2 separate regions of the Anas platyrhynchos genome follow, and region 1 is linked to region 2. The links are chromatin contacts, called in public Hi-C maps. All regions are on one chromosome and are shown on one strand. The core of a region is the stretch at or near the end of the contact, and the rest is flanking DNA. Distances in the headings are between cores, read along the strand shown.

Region 1 (7,279 bases), core at 2,697-5,196, 440 kb after region 2:
TGTCTCAGTGCCAGGAGACAGAGTAGGTGACTGCTCGTCCCTCAGCTCCCTGCATTTCTGTGATTCTCTGCCTTGGAAGCATATTAGTAAACTACCTGGCAGGGGCCTTTTTGGTCAGGAGCCTTCCAGGCTGAATGTTTTCTAAATTGTCTGTTGTGGTTGCAGGGAACCCAGCCTGGGACTAATCCCCCAGCCTATCCTCTCAACAAATTGCTTGCAAAAGTCATTAATTTTGCTGTAATTGATTTAAACATTGCTCAGGAGGAGGAAAAATGAGGGAAACAAATGCCACTTTGAATGCTGAGGACGACGCGTTCTCAATTTTCTGTCGTATTATCTCCACATGTGCTCATTCCCTGCTGGCTCTTCCGCAAGCGCCGGTGCCGAACAGTCGCGCGGTGAGTCCCAGCTCAGCGGCTGCGCCGTTTGGTGGTGCCACGAGCCGTGCAAACCCGCGAGCTCCCCTCCCACCCCAGACATGATACGAGGGATTCTGCGGAGATTTTGTGCTCTGGTGAAGTGCTTGCCTCTGGCAATTCACATCTGCTCGGGTGGCTCCATCTACCACGCATGGGCACATCAGGCTTTGGAAAGTAGCCATGGAAAAGCACAGAGCTGGGCTCTCAATGCGAGCCGCAGTCACAGGATAATACCTGATGACAAGCTCCTTGAAATGTCAGTGCCGATGGTGAAACGGTGCTTTTTATGAAGCAGCCACCTGTTCCCGTCGCATTAGCTCATTGCTACTCAAATCAACTACTGTATCCCCAGCTGTAAAGTAGCTTTAATTAAAATGAGTCATTGCTCAATACCAAGTTGTCCCCCATTTTGGGTATTTCTTAGAAATTATATTATTTTTCCTTATCACTTCATCACTGGGCTTAGGCTTTCAGGAACTGCACCCACTGATGTCACTGGGATCAGAATACAGTACACAGATTTTAACTGAGCAATGACATAGGAAAAATGTATTTTTAAGTTGGGCTTAGCTTTGTTTGGCATATTTATTTATATCTCTGACAACTGAATGAGGAGTGCCCTGGCTCCAAGCCATCTCTCTCAGTAATGTTCTTTTTTCAGGTCCTTGGTAAATGGCTTCTCAAATGTATTGTGCATTTCTTCCTGACATCTTTATGCAGTTTCTAGGTCACTGACCTAAGACGGGACTATAGGTGCCACTGAAGCTAAAGGAGAGCCATGTCAGCATGGAGAAGGAAGGTTGTTACTGAAACCCTGTAGTTGGAAATCATGTCTGTGTAAGATGAGCTCTAATACGTGTATATCAGGATGTGCAGCATGTTTAGTAAACGCACTGTCATGAATCAGAAGATGCAGGAGGTGGGATCCTGGCTGCCTGGGGCCAGCTGGGTGGACTGCCTTAAGCTGCTGTGGGTGGGCCTGGTTTCTGTGGAGGTGAACAGTTTGAGTAATGGCACCACAAAGATGTAAGACGTTGGGCCTCTCAGCTGATTCTTGGTAGGAGTAGGTGGTCAACTTACACTTGCATTTTGTTTGCAGGCATCATGTGTTTTAGCCAATTTATAAGCAGGTCTTTTAATTAGGGCTTCCCACCAGGAAACTTAAGGAAAACATCCACCACTGACCCCGAAGAGTCCCTCTTTGATTCTTCTCTGATTCTAAGTTACACGGAGCAGCATCCTCTGCAGCTCCGTGCTGTGGCCAGGCAGGGAGCAGAGCCGTGCAAGCCCTTCTGCCAGCTGTGAGATGAGGGAGGGATGTCAGGGCTGGGCTTGCACCAAGGTGGCATTGCTGGTTTTCCTGCCTGACTTGTCAGCTGCTATTAGGGAAAGTTTGAGTCCTGACGACTTGGTGTTTCCCAAAGCGCCCTAATGAAAGCCCCCTTATAGTGACAGCGGCCCTGGTGGGAGCTCAGTCAGGCACCCCCAGAAGTCACAGGCTGGGCCAGACCGATAGTACTCAGAGAAAGCAATTGCTGTCATGTCCTGTCATCACGCTGTGCCAGATCATTAACGATGAACACACGATGTTAGCTTTCACTTCATCTGCAAGAGTTCGCACGCTGCTGCTTCCAGGCCACCTGTGCTGCACAAAGGACGTCGCTGATTGATCCATCAGTTATTGCGGGGCAGGTTGTTAGCTGCTGAGCAGGGGGGTGGTCAGAATGTTTTAGGGCCTTTTGAAGGCTGTAGGAAAAAAACAGAACAAGGGAGTGTCTTAGAGTATGAGGGTGTTGGTGGGTGGGGTCCTTTATTTTGGATTTTTTCCTCCTGTTGTGTTGGCTCCTTTGTCTGTGCTGCTCTGTAGCAGTTGCAGGGAAAGGTGAACGGGCTCTTGGTTAGGGCAAAGGGGCAAGACCAGAGAAGCCCTTTGGGCATGCTACACCAAGGGGCTTTCCATTCCAGCTCTCCAAGAGCACATCAGCTGAACTAGCAACGCTTTGGTAGCAGTGGCCAAGGGAAATTAATACCCACCCTTCCCTGGAAGGTCTCTATCAGGGCAGCTGTACTTGTGTGTGTTGTGGGTGAGGTGCTACCTGAAAAAAAAATGGGAGTTTGCTTCAACAGGGACTAAAGAGCTGTGCAGGGCTCTATTCCAAAACATGCTCCAAGACCCACAGAGGGACGGTGCAGGGTCAGTGCCAGGAGGAGCTCTGGGAGCCCCATCCCCTCCCTCTCCTCTGCTCTGTGTGGAGCAAAAGTCCATGGGCTGGGCTGTGGGGAATGATGCGGAGCTGAGCTCCAGCCAAGTGAAACATGCTGGAAATGCTCGCTGAAATTCCTCCTTGTGCCCTCTCTCATCCCTTTGTTTTCAGTTCACCTCTGCAGTCCGCCTATGAAAAAGGAGAGCTGCTGCAAGCATAGGTGGCTTGAGTAATTCTTTGGAGAAAGGGCATGGAGCCTGGCCTCTTCCACCTGCAAAAATTGACACTTATTGTTTCTGCCACGAGGTTAAGTTGAACACTTGGCCCCTGCCAGGTTCAGCAGAGCAGCAGTTGTGCCGACATGTGGCCTGTTCGGCCCAGGGGAAAAGGCTGCAGGGATGGAGCCACCTCAACCACGCCCAGAGCAGTGTGGCCCTCCCCTGTCCTCAAGGAGGCAAAGCCACTTTGGCACAGTGACAGGCAGGCCCTTCGGATAATGGCAGGGCTCGGGTGACCCTGGTTAATTACTGGGCCTCCCATGGCACTCACCAGTGGACGAGGTAGCACTGCCCTCCAGTTGCAAAGGTCCTCTCTGTTTTGTTGGGAAAAAATAAATAATAAATAAATAAAATAAATAAATAAATAGATAAATGAATAAAAGAGTAAATCCTGCAAGCAGAAATGCCAGTGAAAAGCCTGCTGGGTGCACTGCACACTTCGTTTCGGTACAGCCTCACTGCATTCATGTGAGCAGCACCAGTACAGCTGCTGGGTTTACACAGGGCTTTAAAGCCAAGCGTGATGTAGATGCTTTTCTGAGCCAAGATCTGTCACTTGTCTCTCTCTAGGTCCTCCATGGGATGTGGCCAGGCACTGAGTAGCTTTGTTTTCTAAATATTGGTGGCTTTCCTCTCCACTGCTGGACAGCCAGCCTTCACCTGCCCAGAGGGGAATCCTGGGCGGGCAGCGGGCAACCCCACTGTCCTGCTTCCAAGCCCAAGTGGGTCAGCCTCCTGCACATCACATCCTCCTGCGGAAGGAGAGCTTGCAGCTCCTTTCCTAGCTGCACCTCCTGCTTTATATGTAAACATTCTGCTTTCGGAAGGTCTTCACCAGTGAGTGTGTTAGCAGTCAGTGCGTTCATACCTGCTGCCTTTTTGGGTACTGTTCAGTCATGGCTATTTACACCCTGAGCCAAGAACAGCCCTGAGACTTGTTCTGTTCTCCTGTCCCTCTGCCCGGCTGTCCCCGCGCAGCTCGGGGCCTTGGTGCTGCCTCCTCGCTCAGTGCTGGCTGCGATGCATGCGGCCCTGCTGGCTTCTGTGGGACGAAGCCTCCATCTCCTGGCAGCACGGCCGCACCGCAGCCACCGCCAGCTGCCGGTGGGAACTGGCCCAGAAACGCAGCAGAAAGCGCTCCCGGAAAGCAGAGCACGGCCTAGGCTCGCTTGGTGTTTCCGTCAGGCCGCGCAGGAGGGGTGCTGTGTTCAGCACAAAGCGTCTCAGGGTGCGTGCTGGTGGTGAAGTGTTCCGAGTGTGGGTTCTCTCTGCGAGACCCAGAAAGTCTTATCCTGGTCCTAAAATGTCCCCACGAGGCTCTCTTAGTGCATTCCTGCCAGACAAAAGCCCAGCACCACGCCACCTCTCTCGTCCGAGGCTGGCTGGAGGTGAGGTGCTGCACCGCAGGCAGCTGAGGGGAGGGGGAACTCTGCAGGGGTTTCTCTGTCAGCCTAGGAACTGGATTTTTCTTCCCAGAATTTCTTCTTCCAGAAGCTTGACAGGCTGTGTTTGAGTATCTGTCACAATTAGTGAGGAAGTCAGGGGCTGTTTCCAGCCCTGCAGCAGCAGCCACCCCCAGAGTTACCCCTGAAGAGCATCGGCTGCACGTGCAGGCTCTACAAGCTGCTCACACCGTGCGTCTGGCTCACTTCACCGGCTCCTGCAGCTCCTCAGATGCTTCCAGAGAGCAATCTCTCTCCAGTGTCGAGTGCTCTCAACAGCAGGCAGTTCCAAAATTCCCCATGGTTTTGCAATTGTTCAAATCTTTCTCCAACACCATCCTCCTTACCAAAGGTGCCAGCTGAGAACTTTTCACGTCCTGGCCCCTGCTGTGCTTCCCCCAGCAGCCCGGAGCTGCGGTTTGTGGTGGGTCACCTGCACCTGCAGCAGCATCCATCCTGCAGGGAGGGCACGGCTCGTGCCGGGCATGTGGCAGGGTCACACGGCCAGAGCCTGTGGTCACGACGCCAGGAGGGATGGGCTCAGTTAGCACAAGCCTGACCTCGCCACCACAATGCTCAGCCTTTAAACGTGGTGTGATGGCATGCTGGGGCCGAGTGCTGCCGAGCCCTGTGTCCCTCAGCCATGGTGATGACGCTGAAGGGGCTCTTTGGTTTCAGGCTTGTGCTTGTTCCCTTTTTGTCTGCTGGGGGGCAAGCCTGGCCTGGAAGGGGGTTGGTGCCTAATTGACAGTTTTTTCCTGGTACGGTGAAGAATGATGGTTCCCACTTACAGTTTTTCCCTGTTTTTCCCCAACAGGACTCTGAGGTCCTATCCCTCCAGTGAGGGGTGACACCGAGGGAGGGTGGGGGGAAGAAGAGGTGGTGAGAGGGGACTCAGCCTTCCCAGGCCACACACATGGGAAGCCACGCTGCCTTTTGGAGCAGCACCTTCCCCCCCTCGCCTGCCGGTGTTTCTGACTGTGATTCGTCTCCCCCAGGTATCCCTCAGCCACGAGTGCACCCGCGCCATCATGAAGCTGATGTACTGCCCGCACTGCCGGGGCATGTCCAGCGTGAAGCCGTGCAACAACTACTGCCTGAACGTCGTGAAGGGCTGCCTGGCCAACCAGGCGGACCTCAACACCGAGTGGAAGTACCTGATGGGTAAGAAGGCCTTAGCCACAGCACAGCCACCTCTGGTGGCACCTTTTGAACTCTCTGAGGTAGCGTTTGCCAAGAAAAGAAAGGGCCATTGGAAGCACTCAAGGAGGCTTTTACACTTCTGTTTCTCTGCCCATGATCCAAAGTCTAGAAGCTATTGCAGGACATTTTGCTGGACTTTAAGACCGTCAGAAAGTGACATTGGTATGGCTACCAAAGGGCTCAGGCAGTTTCATCTTCTCTTTGTTAGGGGTTGCCTACAGGCAGCATTCAACTAATTTGTCCTTCCCTCCCAAATTGTGAGGCTCAGGGACACGTCCTGCTGCCACACTGTCCGAGCTGCCTCCTCATCCATACAAGACCATTTGTGAGAGCACATGGGAAGCTCTGGGCAGCCCTCTCTGGGAGGTCGTCTGGAAACGTGAAGCCATAAACTTTTTCCATGGGTGGAGAGCAAAGGGATCAGAATTACTGCTAAATGGAAAGAGGCCTCTTATGTGCATGGGAAGGAGGGGCTAAGGTCACATGAGGAATGGGAAAATTAGACTTGTATTTTAAATGAGAAAAGAGCTCATTTCTCTTCTGTTTGGTCACACAGCTCGGTGGGTTGTATGTGTATAGAGGTGTCCATTTCATTGAGTTTAAAGGCAGAAATATCACTGTGCTGCTGTGATCTGATCTCCTGTGCAACACAGTTGCAGTGCTCTCACTGCTCCTTGTGTGCCCAGAAAGTTCCCATTTCTCTCCCAGGTTATACATTTTGACCCGGAGTGATCTGAGACCAAGGGAGCCTTGGTGTGACGGTCTGGGCTCACAGGAGGCAGCAGCAGGGCAGATCAGCTTCGGGCTTGGCCTTTCCCCTTTTTGGTGCCCACTGCCAGGCCGTCGGGACGCCAGCTCCACTAGCCAGCTGCAACCCCGTGGGCAGGCTGGGGACTGAGGTGTGGTGGTGCTGACAGGAAGAGTCCCGCTGAAGCTCAAGGAGTGTCACCTGCCTCTCCAGGGACACTGCACGCTAAAGATCAAACTGCTGCAAACAGAGGCCAGGGCGCGTACTCCGGGAGGTGCATTGGCCAGCTGCCTGCCCCCTGCTAGGGGCTAATGAACCAAAGGGCGATGCACTGCAGCTAATTGCTCCTGCTCCCCGTGAGAGCAGCTTGGGAGCCTGCTGTAAAAGAGGGGGAGGAATATTCCCTTCCCCTGGGGCTTTACACCAGGATTTTGATTAAGCTTTGGCCTTTCGGACCAGAGCAAGCCAGTTGTTACCTGTCAGTGCTCTCCTGACAGGGTGACTGCCCATCTCCTGCAAGGTCAAGGTACCGCTCTCGCTGACGGACAGGGAGCCAATTCTGGGCGCGTTTTGCAATTATTGTGGGTTCCTCTTGCCCAGGAGACACCGGTCTTGTCAGGAGCTGATGGCTAGGAGGAAATTGGAACTTCTTACAAATAGCAGCTGTACCTTTCAATGCCATAGTTTGATCAAAGACTGGAGACTGGAGCAAGACATGCAGGCAAAGGTAGAAGCTCACTGACATTGTCCATTCTGCACCATTAGGCCCTTCCACGTAGATGGAGAGGACTTTGTTAACTAGACAGTGTTACTCCTTCAATTTGGCAAATTAGGGCCAGTCAAACTAAAGGAAATCCTTACAGTATGTGGTCAAATGTAATCTATCACTAATTTGAGGATGCAGACTTTGATTTAAATGTCTGTGTTTCAAGCTTAGCACATCTTCAGGCTAAAATTGTCTGAAAAAATACAGTCTTTTTTAAGT
Region 2 (7,500 bases), core at 4,942-7,441:
TCCCAAGTGCTGCTGACAGGTGGCAGCTGAGGGCAGCCTGTCATGAGTATGGTGGTCCTCCCGGGCTTTTTTGTGTTCAGGATAGGAAGGATGCACTCCAAAACACAGTGCAGACCTCTGCTTTGTTCCTGATTAACCAGCACTGTAAGTTACAAGCCTGCATTATATCACGAAGCCTTACAGCCTCTGAGTATGGGATCTTCATCAATAGTTTTCACTTAATGGCTGTGCTCATGGATTTTATGCATCTAACTGCTTACTGACAAAGGCCTTCCTGCAAGTCCAGCTTTCAATCCATGAGTAGTCTCCACTGATTGATGCAGAACGAAGCACAGCTGGGGAGGATTTCGGGAAGGAGAAACAGGGTCAGCTGGAAATGCTTTCTGGACCAGGTCTCTGGCAGTGGGGTGGCCAAAGACCGGGTTTCACACGTGCAAAGAAATGCAGTCTGCTTTGTTCGTAGCTCTAGATCAAGTTTTGTAGTTCCGTTTGATACATTCTTTGTAAACAGGATGGACTCCAGCATCCTGATGGCACGACTACCCCCTTGTGTCTTTCACAAGTGATTCTTCACAAATCCTGCTGCTGTAGCTTCCACTCTTCCCTTTGAGAGCAGTGGCACTGAGCCGCAGGCTTTGATTGCTTAACAAATCCAGACTGGGCTGTTAATCATCCAATAATTTCTGATGGTTTTGTGTCTTACCTTTTCACATGGATCATATATTGCTCTTTGCAAAATGAAAACTAATAAAACTTTATTTTTTTTTCCAAGCAACTTGCTGTGTTTGCACCACAAACACAGAGAGCTGTCATTAGAGTTTCAGAGATGTTTTTGAGAAACGGATTAATCATTATTGCCGAGCATAACTGTCTACGTGGAGGCTATTCATTTTTTATAATTATTCTCGTGCCAAGGCAAGATCCAACTGGGAGCTTGTAACTATATGTAAAACTATACAGACAGTGGAATATCTTGCACGCCTCAGGAATTAATGGACTTCTTGTTTGGACACCGAAACAAAAGATCAGGGAAAGCAATTCACTTTGAGATAAATAGATCTCTTTTTTTTTTTTTTTTTTTTTCAATTATTTTTTTCCCTGTGGAAAAGGGAGGTGCATCTAAAATGCAATCAATAAAGAACAGCCCCAACCCCCATTTTAAAAATTAATTTTAAACTCATTTTAAAATCTTTTCTCATTAATTGTTCTTTAATAATGCAATTAGAAAGTACAAGATTGAAGGGTTTATTAAATGTCTGCAGAAAATATTTTTGCGTTTCTGAGAAGAAGCATTTAATTTCAAGCCAGTAGAACAACAGAGCTTAGTTGGTGGTTTTTCTACCCGCTTGCTTTGGCGGAGGCATTTCTGTGCACTGGTGCAAGGTGCCAGCACTTCATTTTCCCCTTGCTGCTGTTGCCTTTTTCAAGCACAACTTTCACAGCAGCTGGATTTGCGCGTGAAGTTGTTTCTCTTCCTCCTGCAAATCACTGCAGAGTGGGTTCAAACCTCACTTCTGGTTCAGATTTTAAGAGGAAGTTTTTAACCGGGGAGTACCGTTTAATTAATGATAACAAACTTAGGAGGCTCTTCAGCTGCTGTGTAAAAATGTTGTGTTCGCTGCCACGTGAAGGCCTCGTGTAGGATGATGTTTGCACTCATTTCCAGCCTTATATTCCTTGGACCTGAATACTGACGGTGCCTACAGCAGTCCTCGCCGCTTTCCAGCTGCCTCAGCTTGTCTCTGTGTGTGATCCACAGCTTACTGCAGCATGTGGAGAGGCTTGGAAGGGTTTCAGCCTGACGTGTTACGTTAGCCATGTCCCGTTAACAGAGCCCGGTAGAGGGCTGCTGAGGGGGCGCAGCGGGCAGCTCGGCCTGGGGGCTGCCTGCTGAGGGCACGCTGCCTGCCCCGGCCCAGCCTGCTTCAGCCACAGAACGAGCCGTTGCTCATCACCAGGGTCTTTGTGCTGGCCTCACCATCATGTTCAAAAGAGAAGCCAAGTATCCAACAGTGATGCATTATAGGCTTGCTGAGTTTTTCCTCGTACTGCAAACCCAGCCCCAATACTTGTTTGTGGGCTGTTTCTAGTGACTAATGTCTGTTTCTTGCTCTGCCAGCCGCAGCAGTACCAGCCCAGCCCGCCTCTTTACAAAGTTCTGTAGGATACCTCAAAGATGAATGATGCTATAGACAGCTGAGGCTTTTTCAGATCCTATTGTAAATGTTGAAATGTCACATGTACCCTATTTTTTTTAAACATTGTTACATCATTTATTCTTCCGTGTATTATTTGTTTTTTTCCTTCGTCCTTGCTATTAATCATCATCATATTTTTAGCACATAGATAACAAGTGGTGCTTTGTAGCTGATGGCTGTGCCACAACAAACTGCCTGCTATTTTCTCATTCCTTTTGTCTTGTGTTCAAAATGACTTTGGTTCTCTGTGTTCTTCAATACCATACGCATCTAAAAAGAGAGAGGGAGACTTCCCGTCTTTTCTTTTGCTGATTTGAGCAGGAAAACAGTCAGTCCTCATGTTGTGTTTTTTTTTTTTTTTTTTCTCCAGATATCTGTAGCCTTTCCTTGTGGCCAAGCAGGGGCAAGTACATATTTCCCTGGCTGTGTGGTGCCAGCTCCAGCATGTGTGGTGTGCAGAAGCTCTGTTGAAAAAAATACAGAGTTCAGGGCAGCTGTTGAGGTGGAGGCAACAACTCTGTCTGCCAGGCCCATGGCAACCACCAGAAGCTATCAGCTCCTTTTTTAACCAAGGATGGTCACACGTGAGCTCTGAAGTACTTCGTGTGGCACCTTAAATCCACAGAAAAAAAGGACATGCTGCTCAATGGGTCCAAACCCTTGCTGTCAGCCTTGCTGTGAAAACTGCTGCGGCCATGCAGTTAGGTGCTCATGTGTCTTCCCTGTGGAGCATTCATTAAAAGGCTCCTTGTAAGGCCTCCTGCGGACTATTGGGGATTCATCTCTCCTTAGCCATGCCAGCCTAGCTGGTGGGTATGTCCTGACCATGGCAAGCGTCTCCTTAGCCTTGTGCTGGGAGTGCAGCCATGAATTCTGCATTCATTCCAAGGTAGCGAGAGTGCCAAGAAGAAAGTTGTAGTGAGCCCCTGTACCCAGAGTATTCCAGCAATGCAGCTGGTGACAGGCTGATCGGATCAGTGTGCCTTTATTCCTGTTGTTAGGAGCTGTGGAGGATCAAGAAGGACGAAGGATGCAGTGCGTGGGTGATTGTGGGAGAGCTGCATTTGATTCCTTGCTCATTAATACCCTCCAGGTATAATACAAAGTTGTTCAGGCCTAGATGATCAATGGGAACTAGATAGAACAGGGTCCTTTTAGGATCTCTGCTGACGGTTCCATAAATTCATCCTCTAAATGTAAATAGAAAATAATACCATGTTCTTCCTCCACAGGTTACTTGTGATGATATGTACAAGCAAAAAGTCAGGTGCACGTGGGCATTATGTAGATGAGGGCTGCGTTGAGTCCCTGTACTGGGTCTGGCATAATTGATCTGTTACGTTTGGCATAATGCTGTGTTAGGGTTACTTCTTTCTGTGTTACGTTACTCGGTCTATTTATTTTTCTGCTTACAGTAGTCTGCCTCTCTGAACTAAAAAGTGAAAGCCGTGTATTTGTGACCATACGTGTATATGTATGATGGCAAGGGCATTTGAGTTTGCCTATTAGTGAGTCTCGTGATCTGCTTTGTGTTCCTCTACTTTGGAATTTTATACTAAGGATTTTTACTGTATTTAACACAAAAGCATTGGAGCTCTTGTAGGGGGTGTAAAGAAGGGGAATCTGTGCAAAAAAAAAGTCCAAACTCTACAGAAAAATCCCACTAAACTGGTTAATCCTTCTGCTTACTATCATCCATCTTACAAGTGGTTATCAAAAAGGGGGTCATGTTTCACATGGATTGAACTGGATTTGTTTATGGCAAAAGCCTTTGTGGCACATTGATTTTCATGAGGAGGGCATTTACAGCAGGGAAATAGGATTCCCTGTCCTCTTTTTCCTTCATAGGTATTCTTCCACCCACTGCTTTGTGGAGTATGTGTTTAGATGTTGTCCCCAACAACCCCAACAATTTGGTCCTTGATGTAGTTAATCCCACAGTAAACTTGTGTTGAATTTGTGTTGCTGTTTTTAGAAACAGAGTATAAAATCATGAAGGCAGGATTGTGACCTTACTGCAAAATCAAGTAGAAGAGAAGCTAAGTTGTGGAAGGGAACAGTTTTAACCAGACATAAGTCTTCAACAGCATTAGCAGAAGAATTGAACAGTATAGGTCAAGTAAATTGATTTTTGTATAAATATTCTCTTTTTCAAATTCGTGATGACAGGAAAATCTTTTTACATTTGACCTCTCTTCCAGTGCAGTTATTTTTGTGAGAAGTACCAGACAAGCAAGGAAAACAATGCTTTGTATTTAACGACAAAAACATGAATTGAGGCAGCTCAGTTTCCCACATTACTCCTGAGCTTTTCAGCCTTGACCTAGGTGAACACTTTTCTTGGGCAAGTGCTGAGACCCTTTGATCTCCAGATTTAAACCATACTTGCCCTCTGCTATCACTAGTTTTTTCTGCAGTATTTTCAAGAGGGATCAAAATGATGATTTTTGCTAGAATACCGAACTACTGCACTGACCTTTTAGTTAGATATAAGCTAGCAACAGTTTAAACTTCTGCCTCCCTAAACTGTTTGCAAACCATGAAGGTGGCACTGAAAAAGTGTGTGTTCACAACAGACCCCGTGATACTGGTATGGCAGAGGATTTGGTGCGTCCCTAAGGAATTCTAGCAACAAGGGTGCCTTTGGGATAACTGTAATTAAGCTAAGACTGATCTGGTGCCCATAGCTCTCACCCACTGACAGCAATACATGCTGAGATCATTTTGTCAGTTGGTGTTTTGCTGTTTAGGGAACAATAAATGTTGATTGTCCTCATCTGTGCCAGTTAGGCAGTTGCAGAAGGGGAAGGAGTTGGATGAAATCTATAAATCTGCCGGTGAGCTGTACAGGTAGCTCTTAGAGTTTCTGCAATAAAATACTTCTTCCTCTGTGCAGAATAAAGCTTTGGTGCTTTGGAATGATGAATTCAGCTGTCTTGCTGGTGGAGAAGATTAAGCAAAAGTGAAGGAGCTTAAAAACTATGAGTCAGGAGATTTGGAAGTCTTCAGTGGTCTGATCTTTTTCTATACAGTACGAAGGCCTCTTATTTACTTACCTAAAATGTAGTGCTGCCATCTTAATCACAACATTTTTAACCTGGAAATACAAAAGGATTGGAAGTGTGACCTCACACTCCTGCAGGCCAGAAGGGACCAGTTATTCTTCCATCCCATCTGTGGCTAAAGAGCCAAACACCTGCTACGGGGGAATTAAGACCAGGTCAGAAAGACCTGATCAAGAAGAGTAAGTCTCACCTGCCCTGTATCAGGTCTCTGAAGACATGCTTAGAGGAGAGTATGGGTCTGCACAACCCAAATGCCTCCTTCACATGAGGTAGGAAGGGAAAGGATTGCAGCTGGGGATAGGTTTGAAGGTAGATGTAAGGTCTGATAGGCACTGGGTTTAACATTTAATGACTTGGCTGCCTCAGCAAGGGTGGGTCCCTCCGGGTCCCTCCCAGGGACAGAGGTGCTCCTAGGTCAAACCTAGCCTCACGATTACTTCCTTTTTGTTTTTGCTGCTGTGAGTAAGAGTTGTACAGGTTTAAAGCTAAAACACCTTCTCTCTAGTAGTGACATACCTGATCTACTCCCTGTGTCCACTAAGTACCAGCTAAATGCCGTTTCTGTGCCAGCTTTGGCAGCAGCTGCCGGCTTTGCTGATGCTGCAATAGAGGCAGGCAGTGAGGGAGATGGGGAGGTAGGCAGAGAGCCACCAGAAAGAGCAGCCTGAGGAGGTGCTTCAGGCTGGCATAGGAGAGAAGAACGGGGTTTAGAAAGTAAACAAAGCTGGCTCCACGTTGGCTTAATCAGCAGGGCAGGTAAAGGGATGTGGAAGTAGACACGGGGAGCACGGTTGCAGCAATCATTAAAAACAAAGACGAGAAACTTGAAATTGCGGCAGTGATTGTCAGCAGCAGCAGCCACACTGCCCTGCTGGCTCAGCAGCAGCTCGGGCCATGGAAGCAGGCGGCCACGTGCCACGTGCTGCCGCGGGAGGGCTGCCAGCCGCCAGGAGCTGCAGGGCTGCTGAGGGCAGGGGGCTCCAGCCCAGCCTGCTGGGGTCAGAGATCAGGCCCCGCGCTGCCTTCACCCAGAGCTGCAGCTTGTGTGTTCGTTATCGTCAGCCGTTCATTAATCTGCCATGTGTATCTAAGTGTATTTGGAGAAACTGACTCCTGAGGAAAGCTGGAATTTTGACCTCTTAGCATTAATGTCTTTTTGTTATGTTTTGTTTTGCTTTGCTTTTAATGAGCCACAGGCAAGGTCTTCTCCCTGTGACATCTGTCTGATACTGTACAAATTAGGATGTTCCCCTTTTTGCTTCCTAAAAAAATCTGTGATCAGATCATAAAATATCCTATTGTATACTAGGATATGTCAAGCCTGATATTTAAGTATCAGAACCCGGATTTTTCCATAAAGGGAATTGGATCTTTGCCACCTTTGCCTGCCAAAAGACCCATCAACCAAATATTATGTTATGAGCTCCTGCTTGATTCTCATTCTTTCTCTGCTGCCATGAGGTTTATTGCTAGTCTGCTTTTATTTTTATTTTTTTTTCAAAGAGTTCAAGTCCTCTCCTCTCTCAAGACTGTATTTTCTTTTATGCTGAGTCAGTCTGGTTTTCCATGAGTCTTCCATCTCTCAAGTTAAAAAGTTAGGCAGTCGTGCTCCCGTGTGCTTTCTGCAGAATCAGGTTCTCTGTCAAGATTTAGCTCCAGTCTCCTGCTTGTACTTCAAGAATGCTCTCCCCTGGCCCAGGAGTTAGTGAAAAAAAATTTTTCAGCTTTACTTTTTCTGCTAGGAATGGTCAAAGATGTTATTTTGATAACTGTGTACTGTTTGTTTGTTGTGCTATTTTCTGTTCTGTTTCTCAAATTCATTTAATGGGGATTGATCTCTATGCTGCCAGTTCCTAATTAGCTTATCACCTTTTGGTTTTCTATCATTATCATGGCTTATTTTTGCTTTGATGAGTAAAGAATGACATTTGCATGTCCTGTAAAGGTTATTCCACTTTAAGCTGAAGAGCCTTCCTATCTGATGTTAGTCCAGAAAAGTACTTATTTCCCTTCCCTCAATGCAATAAAGGCTGTCCAGTTAACTTCTACAAAGTTCTTTGGTGCTTTCAGTGTGCCTTGAAGGTAGTGTTAACTTTTTGTATATGTAGGAAAAGAAAGTAGGCTGTTTCACCTACAATCTGTAATAACTTCTCTACAGCACTTTCCAGGCATTTTACATGTGTTCTTTGCAACTCAGCATGCTTCTGGAAAACCTGATGAAACCATGTTTTATTGGT

Evidence for each region. Hi-C and Micro-C count contacts between places; a contact is called where the count stands out from the background.
Region 1: a Hi-C map of subcutaneous adipose tissue shows a contact between it and region 2, with 2.5 times the contacts expected there. The contact joins two enhancer-like sites. A contact is called at or near these places in 2 of 8 Hi-C or Micro-C datasets (liver and subcutaneous adipose tissue).

Annotation. Positions count from the first base shown.
Region 1 is chr9:13,844,180-13,851,458 of IASCAAS_PekinDuck_T2T, forward strand. GPC1 (glypican 1) reads left to right here. Exons shown (of 13, transcript XM_072042424.1): 8 at 5,342-5,507. LOC140003183 (a long non-coding RNA gene) reads right to left here. Exons shown (of 3, transcript XR_011811336.1): 2 at 3,173-3,215; 3 at 2,027-2,165. Among named protein-coding and RNA genes, the nearest start is that of DUSP28, 19 kb to the right of the region's middle. Within about 2 kb of position 3,947, at least 1 of the 8 cell types and tissues checked has an H3K27ac peak or open chromatin away from gene starts, as enhancers often do. A contact at or near this core is called in subcutaneous adipose tissue, where this site is marked.
Region 2 is chr9:13,401,355-13,408,854 of IASCAAS_PekinDuck_T2T, forward strand. All of the region lies in intron 7 of LOC101803486 (glypican-5), which reads left to right. Among named protein-coding and RNA genes, the nearest start is that of TRNAI-AAU, 150 kb to the left of the region's middle. Within about 2 kb of position 6,192, at least 1 of the 8 cell types and tissues checked has an H3K27ac peak or open chromatin away from gene starts, as enhancers often do. A contact at or near this core is called in subcutaneous adipose tissue, where this site is marked.